2 separate regions of the Mus musculus genome follow, and region 2 is linked to region 1. A link is a contact called in public Hi-C data. All regions are on one chromosome and are shown on one strand. The core of a region is the stretch at or near the end of the contact, and the rest is flanking DNA. Distances in the headings are between cores, read along the strand shown.

What was found. A called contact is a pair of places that touch in the nucleus more often than the background predicts.
Region 2: a Hi-C map of muscle stem cells shows a contact between it and region 1, with 2.1 times the contacts expected there. The contact joins two enhancer-like sites. A contact is called at or near these places in 3 of 484 Hi-C or Micro-C datasets (cranial neural crest, embryonic stem cells and muscle stem cells) and 2 of 115 datasets of contacts at active chromatin or transcription factors (embryonic stem cells and pancreatic cancer cells).

What each region holds. Positions count from the first base shown.
Region 1 is chr11:88,486,790-88,490,792 of GRCm38.p6, reverse strand. The region is part of intron 6 of Msi2 (musashi RNA-binding protein 2); the gene reads left to right. Among named protein-coding and RNA genes, the nearest start is that of 0610039H22Rik, 130 kb to the left of the region's middle. Within about 2 kb of position 2,367, at least 16 of the 459 cell types and tissues checked have an H3K27ac peak or open chromatin away from gene starts, as enhancers often do. A contact at or near this core is called in muscle stem cells, where this site is marked.
Region 2 is chr11:88,648,432-88,652,434 of GRCm38.p6, reverse strand. The region is part of intron 5 of Msi2 (musashi RNA-binding protein 2); the gene reads left to right. Among named protein-coding and RNA genes, the nearest start is that of 0610039H22Rik, 31 kb to the right of the region's middle. Within about 2 kb of position 1,899, at least 32 of the 459 cell types and tissues checked have an H3K27ac peak or open chromatin away from gene starts, as enhancers often do. A contact at or near this core is called in muscle stem cells, where this site is marked.

The DNA of each region.
Region 1 (4,003 bases), core at 1,118-3,617:
GCACAGGTCGGGGTGGTGGAGAAAGATTTGAACTCCAGACCTATAAGGCCATGTTAGGTTCCTGTCACTATTAGCCACAAAATCACTGAGCACTGGTTTGTTCCTCTGGAAAGTGAGGAGTGACCTGGAGTCCTCTCTTCTTGTTCCTGTCTGCCTTAGAGAAGTTGTGACCTTCTCTGAACAGGAAGTCACTTTACCAAGTGATTGGACCCTTAGTTAGTCTTAGCTACGTTTGAACTTTGTTCTCAGCAACATTGTGGTAGCCATTATTTGAAGATGTTTGGGGAATTTTAAAGTGATGATGTAGAATGTCTTTAAAGATAGACATTCAGCACTGCCTTCATTTTGCTTATTTTAGACAAGGGGACAGCATTAGAACTGAGTAAACCATGGGATTGTTGACCCGGGACTCCGAGGTGACTTTGGGGCTAGATGCCAGGGTGATTGGCTGTTAGGTAGCCCAAGGGACAGGAAGCTAGAGCCAAGTTCCATTAAGACCCATAGAGGATTTGGGGATGAGCAGTCGCTCAGGTACCTGGAGCCACACAGTTCACAGAATTCTGCCTCCTGCCAAAAACTGGGCTGCAGCGCAGAGGAAGTTTCTATTTTGGGCATTTAAGTGCTTCTACTGCTGAGGTCAGACCTAGCAGCTCATCCCGGGAGGAGGGGAGAAGTGCTCTGACTCTTGAGAGCAGGGAAGGATGCAGATGTTCCTAGGAGAGAGGATGATCACACTGGAGTGGAGTCCAACCCCTGGGTCACCTCTGTGACCCCTAAGACTATATAAAGTGATGAAGGTTCCTCCCATCTCTCAGGTATACACTCCTCCCAAGATCTAGCTGAATTTATCAGAATAGCAAGCTGGTAGAGTGTCAGGAGGCCCTCTTAGAGCCTCTGGCAATATTCTCCTTTGCTCCCTGTAATCAAGGCAAGTGCATGGCTGTTAAATTCTAATGCGGGAGCCTGCCTTCCATCCAGCCCACAGAAAGGAAGGCACTGAGAGATCCCGAGATCTCAGAGTCATCCTGGCCCCTAGTTCCTTCCATTTATGCTCCTCAGCTAACTTCGTATTGGGCAGACAGAGGAACCTCAATAAACACTGGTTTAGTGACGAATTTGGCCACCTTGGCTAAGCTGTCATCTCCCTGTTTCCTCATCTGCCTCTTCCTGTCCTGTGCAGACTAGTGGGAGGCTTCCGCGCATAGAAGTCCCTTTCCGATGCAGACAGGCCCTGGTCCCACCATCGAGCCGTGTAGCTTTCCTCCCTGTTCTGCAGGCAGAAAGAAGTGGCACATGGCCCGAGGGATTGGCACTGCAGATTGGAACCTGGACTTCTCCAGCCTGAGAAACGCCGCTCCTCCCCCCTTTTCCCTTCCCCAAGTGGATAGCTGCAGCCACGCTTGTCACCGGCTGAGATTGCATTGGCCACAGGAGATGTGGATGAGTTTTCCATTTGGTCCTGATGTTTATTTCATGCCCATCAATATCAGCCTGTATTAGGACAGATGAGGTTCTTATTTACAGGCTGTGCATTTTCACACTTGGTAATTATAAACCCTTCCCCTGTTCGGTCAGAGTCGTGCAGATCCATTTTGGCAATTAGCAGTTTAGTATTTGTTTAATGGGAATGCAAGAGTCTGTTACGGCACATCAACGCTCCCCTAATGACGGCCTCTCTCCTCTGGAGCTGGCAGGTTTGGGCCTTTTTCACGGTAGGTGAGGCCTGATAGGGAGAGGTTAGAGACAGAGAGGAAGGAACATTGAGTAGCCTGCCTGCCACTCCCCTCCTCCAGAGCCCACTTGCATGCATGCATGCATGCATGCATGCTCACATGTACACACACACACACACACACACACACACACACACACACACACACACACACTCAGCAACCAGCCCTAAAAGTGGGTACTGGATTACCAGAGCACAACAGCCGCCACTCGAAGGAACGTCACACGAGAGGCCGTTAGGCCAGATGCCATTTCCATGTGACAGCTGTCAGCCTGCTGGATCCAACTGCTTCGCCTCCGACAGCTCATGCCCAGCCTCTCTCCCATCACCTCCCTTCCTTTTCACCTCTCCTCCGCGCCATGACTGAGGTCACCCGAGAGAGCAAGCTCCTCCTGCTCCTTTCCTGGGTGGTGCTGGGGACCAGGTCTTTGTCTGCCCAGCTGAAAGGGAGCTCTAACCTCAACCATAGCCTCAGAGGACAGACTCAGGCTCTTTCAAGATGGATCCTCCTGTGACTGTTCCCCCCCAAAGGGCACGCTGATCCCGTTAGTGGCTGTTCTTTGGTGTGACCCACTTTTCAGTGGGTATGTGTGTGTATTCATGTTCATGGTGCAGCAGAATTGCCCGGGAGGATATGAATTGGGTGTATTCTGAGCCAGGGACTCAGCAGCCAGTCATGCAAGCCTTCCTGCCAGCCCTAGGATGAGTAAGGCATGGTCTATATTCTTCATGCTCTAACTGTGCACTCAGAGTACCCTGTAGACTCTCATAGGCTGAGCCCTGGACTGACTTCCAGGACACCTGTCCAGTTCCAGCTCTTGCTCTGTGACTGTGGAGAAGCCTGCTGTTCAGCTTCTAGATTTGCCTGACTCAAAGAAAGAAACCCCTATGTCCTATCTCCTCAACTCTTCATTTGCTCCCCAATTTCCCACCCACCCACCCCCTTTAAGCTTACTTAATCATTTCGTACTGTTTGGAGAGCTTTGAAGGTCGTATTTGTTGGTTCATCTAGAAGACAGTAGCATTAACCTGAGCTCTAGGGACTTTAGAAAGTGGAACACAGTGAACAGAGAACTGAGGGGGACTCGTCCACTTTTAAAACCTGACTCCACTGTATCTTATGTGTGATATGCCGGGCAAGTTATTTAGTCTTAGCAATTCTAATTTCCTCACCTACAAAATGGGTATGATAGTATCTACCCAGAGCTACTTGCAAATTGCCCTTTAAGCTATAGTAAACGGTCACTATTCATCATTTTTTGATAGGGGCAGGGTGGGCATTTCGTAAGTAGAATCTGCATTCAGACCAACTGAGCAGGAGGCTTTGCTTGTAGGTAGGTACCCCACACTCTTCAGAGAGCCCCAACTCCCACAATTATCCGTTGGTTACATTTGTAACTCGTATCTGATGAACTTTGGGGTTCGGTTGTATTTAAGTTAAATGAGAAAGTGGAATGATTCCATAAGGGTTGAAAATGCAAAAATAAGAAAAATAGGACTGATAGAACACAGCCCTGCTTGGGAGGATAGAATATTCTAGCCAAAAGTCTTGAGAGCCTTTAAGGAAGAGTTCAGGAAATACACTTCGCACTTGTGAACTGAATGCTAAAGACGCGGTTAAAACGGCCCCGTTTATGTTACGTGTGCTTTACAACATTTTGGAAAAAGGATGTAGAAGAAACCCAACAGTCTCTTTTCCTGCCATTCAATGGAGGCATGAGCGTGACTCAAAATGAACAAGTTCTGGGGGCTGATGTTGGACTTCTGAGATGAAATGGGCAGTTTTTAACAGCAGTGGCTACAACAGAAGCCCTGGGGTACCTCCATTGCTGGAACCTTCCAGGGGTGGATGAATGCACGGAGAGGTAGCCAAGAGTTCTCTTGACTGCAGCTCTGTGGAAGGAGGCAGGAACCTACATGGGGAGAAGGGGCAGAGATGTGAACTTCCAGAGACCAGCATCCAAGTGATGGGCCCTTTCCAGTCTCAGGGTGAGCAGTGGGAAAGCTGGGGCTCAGAGAATAAATGACAATCTCTTTCTCATGTGTCACATGAAGGCCAAGGTTATAATAACACTGTAGAAATATTAAGTCGAAGGAGTAGTAGTTTCATTTAGGTTGTCTTAAAAGTTCTGGGTTCAAGGCCAGGAATGTCAGTTACTTGATAAGAGTTCTTGCCTAGCATGCAGAAGGCCCTGGGTTTTGTCCCTAGTACCTAGTATACTAGGAATGGTGTCAGAGGCTTAGAATAAATACCTGTACTTAGAAGGTGGA
Region 2 (4,003 bases), core at 650-3,149, 160 kb before region 1:
CTCCTGTACGAGTGCAGCAGCAGGGGTTGGGAAGAGTAACAAGCTAACAGAAACTGGTAGGAGACTTCAAGCTTGGGATTTAGCTATGATTAAAGCAGGAAGGCTTATGCCAGCACTATTGTTTGTTTGTTTGTTTGTATGCTTAACTACTGTTCTTGGTGGTTAAGGTCAGCTCAGCTCTTCTCTTCTAGCTGGCTCCTCTGCCAAAGTTATAGAGATGGATGTCCATGACTGATCTTCTGACTGTCATAGGGATGTGGCACCCCATGTGTTGTATTTCTCTGGGCATATTTTGTCCATTTTTATGGTTATATCTGGCCCCTCCTACCCACATTTCCTTGAGAAGTCAGTGGGTGAATTACTAGATTTTCCTCTGAAATGGATGAACTCATAGACGACTGAATGTTATCATTCTAGAGCCTAGAGGCCTTGGAGGTGGGGCTACTCCAATCCCAGGCCTTCCCCTACAGAATCGAGCCCTCCTTTCCACCAGCTGGCTCTCTGCAGGAATACCGCAGGATCCCCAGAGCAGCCTGGGCCCCATTGAGTTTTCTTCTGTGGTTCACTGTGAGTGAAGCTCTGAGTGACTGCCTCCTGAGCTCTCAGCTTCGTGACCAATCCATCCTCAGCTTTGTGGAGCTTGAGGCTCTGAGGCATCATTCTTGTCCGTATATATACCTTTAAATAAAAAAAGCTGGGAGTAGTGGCTCATGTCTATAATCCCAGCAGCCCGGGAGTTAGAGGCAAGAGGGTATGTGAAACCCATTATAAGAAACAAATAACAAATGACAAAAAGCAAAAACAAACAAACAAAACCAAAAAAAAAAAAACCCTGGAAAAAAAGAGGAAGAAAAATATTTAAATCCATTTAAAGAAGATACATTAAAATATATTTCTACAAGAGCAAGATGTTTTCATAAATGTATACATATAAAACATTCATATTAGTGTAAATATATCTACATTTCATATTTATCATTCCCTTTGATGGAAGTATTCAAAATCACCCTTCCTAGCTTTTTCAGATACACAGGACATCATTATGTATCATTGTTTCTGTTTTAATATTTGTAAAGTCTGGGCGCATTTAATTAATATAAGTATTTGATACAGTGACTTGTCTAAGAATGGCAAATGAACGTTGGGCCTTCTGGTAGTGTTAATGTCCAGAACATTGAGGGAGCATTATAGGATCTATCTATTATTGAACTCCTCAGTGCCAGGAGTCAGAATGTGTGTTGGTTAGCTATTGTTGTGTAACAAAGAGTCTGGAGTTTGGTAACTTTAACTGGTGTACACTTTTTGCCTCATGCGGGCCTGTGGAATGGGCTTCTAGGCTGGATGGTTCTGGTTCAGGGGCACTCATGAGATGGGGGTCAAGCTAAGTCCTGGGCTTCTGTCAGCGGAGGGTGTGGCCGTATTAGAGGATCTGCTTCTGGAGCCCTCCACAGAGTCAAGGCAGACAATCCTCACAGTGTCCCAGCTATTGTCTCCAGAGCTTAGCAACTACCTCTCCCTCCAGCTCTTAAAACTGTTTTCTAGGCTTGACATTACAGACTGCCCGGTGAAGGATGCCAGGCTCAGAGAGACTGGTTAACTTACCTGAAGTTACCAGATACTGGGACTAGGACCCTGTCCCTGGTAAAACTGTCTAGTCCTGGGTTTCTTCTAGATATTCATAGCGGGTGATTGTCTCTTCTAAAACTGTGGTCTTGGAGTTGACCCCAGGAACCCTTTTTGGGTCAGTGTTTCCCTCCAATCTTCTGATGGACAGGAGTGCTCTTGAGTTTCTTTCTCAGCCTCATCCCTCATGGCTGGGCATCCCTGAGGTCAGACTGCTCCTTCGGGAAGGCCTGGTTTCTCTGTTGCTTGTTAGCCATGGGGCTCAGGGACTGTGAGGATCCCTGGCGGCTGTCATTGTTGTGTTTACCACCTTGGCAACAAGCTGCTGCTGCTGGCACTGTGGCCTAGAGTCCCCGGCCAGGCAACTTGGGTTGGGGGGCCCCCCACTCTGTGGCATGAGTTGGTCTGCGGCCAAGCCAGAACAGTGGCTCTTTCTTTTCTGAAGTAAAGGATTATTAATATGCTTTTCTAAATTAGAGAAGGCATGGCTGCTCCTGATAGATGATTCAAAAACATTTTAAAAAAATGCTAAAAAATTAATGTTTTCGGTATCTTAGCAGTTTTGTGTATTCATATGTGTGTGTGTATGTGTGTGTGTGTATGTATATATATATATATATATATATATATATATATATATATATACACATTTAAAAACAGAACTGGGGGGAAAAACCCCAGACTTGTATTTACACTGTGGTGTGTGTGTGTGTTCAGCTTCTTCATTTAACGGTACTTTGTAATAATTTCCATGTGTCACTAGGTGGTTGGTAACAACATGGCTTTTAATCGCTGTATAACATCCCATCATCTAAATGTGAAATATAGAGTTTAAATGCACCTCCCTGCCAAGGACAGGATGTGCTGTGATTTAATTCTGTATCGCACAAGAGAGCATAGAGAGGGATGCAGCTTACTGCCACAAGACCTGGGTTTGACTCCCAGTTCTGTGCCACTTGGATGCATTATTTAAATTTGGGACTTCTTTTCTATAATGTGGGGTGGGGCTGGCTTTACGATTGTGAGGATTAGTGAGATAATGAATATCTGTAAGGATGTTCCACAAGCTGTAGGCTCCATTATTTTTGTTGAAGACGCAGGCTCTGTTACTTCCATATTGGCGTCCCCAACAGACTTCTCACAGTTACTCCTTAGGAATCGGCTCCAGCGTATGTGCTCAGGACATCACCGTCTTTGGAAGATCTTTGGGAGGAGTTTGTGTGTATGTCACGAAAGCTGATGCATGTGTAAGTGCAGGGCTGTTGGATGGCTGAGAGTTGGGCGTGTCAGAGATGGCTTCGGCTGTGACGGTAAAAGAGACAAGGTTGGCCTGGGATCCCTGAGGACCGGGATTGGAGGGCAAGCACTAAGCAAGGAGCTGTGCTAAGGCCAGACGTTAACCAGGGCTTGGGGTCATAAGGGAGAAATTATTTCTGAAGAACAGTAGGTATCTTGAAGCTGTCTGTCTCTGGAATTCTCTAGAAGGAAAAACAAGAGAGGCCCTGTTCTGAGTGAGGTGAAGTGAGGGGTGGTTGTGGCCTGACTCCCCACTCTCGAGTCTGGATGTGTGAACTGACAGGTGGGGACCTGTAAACAGCTTTATTTTGATCCTCTTAGCCTCTGCCCTTGTCTGGTGTGTTCACAGTACCCGTGGCACCCTCTGCCTATGGTGTTCAAGAAGGAAGCATAGGAGGAATGGCTGAAGACAGGAGAGTGTCTGAAGGGAAAAAAATGACCATCCAAATCCAAGGCTCAAATTGTGATTCTTTTTTTTTTTTTTTTTTTTTCAAATTGTGATTCTTGAAGAAGGTTCGCAGCTAGGGACCCAGACGTCCAGTCTTGTTGTCTGGCTACATTTTGTTCCCTAAACAAGTGGGGATGGCTTGCCCACCTGTTGGGGACTGGGGAACCTGTTCACAAGGGCTATACAGCCTGCTGCTTGCAAGGTTGGGTACCAAGCAGGCTCTGCTGGAGGCGTCTCTCAGTAAACAGGAGCCTGTGGGCAGGCCTACTGGGAGGATGTGTCTCTGAGGTTCACTGGCAGTGAAATATGGGGCAAATGGTCGTTTTATGCCCATATTTCTGTCCAGGTGTCTGGGGTGCATAAATAAAGGGCAAGTAGCCTGGCGGATCCTGTGCAGAGTTGTTATACCTTCGTTGCTTAGAGACCCTGAAGGCTGCATAACTCATGGTCTGGCTCTGCCTTGGGGGTCTGGTTGGCACGATTCCAGTGCCTCCCTCAGCCAGCTTCCTGGAGATCTCTCCACAGGACTGTGTGCTGCGTGAGCCTTCTATTCACAGCTTGGGAATCTGGGTACAGAACTGAGTCTTAATGCAGTAGATGGTGTGAACCTAGCAGTTTGTGGGGTGACTGACTGCC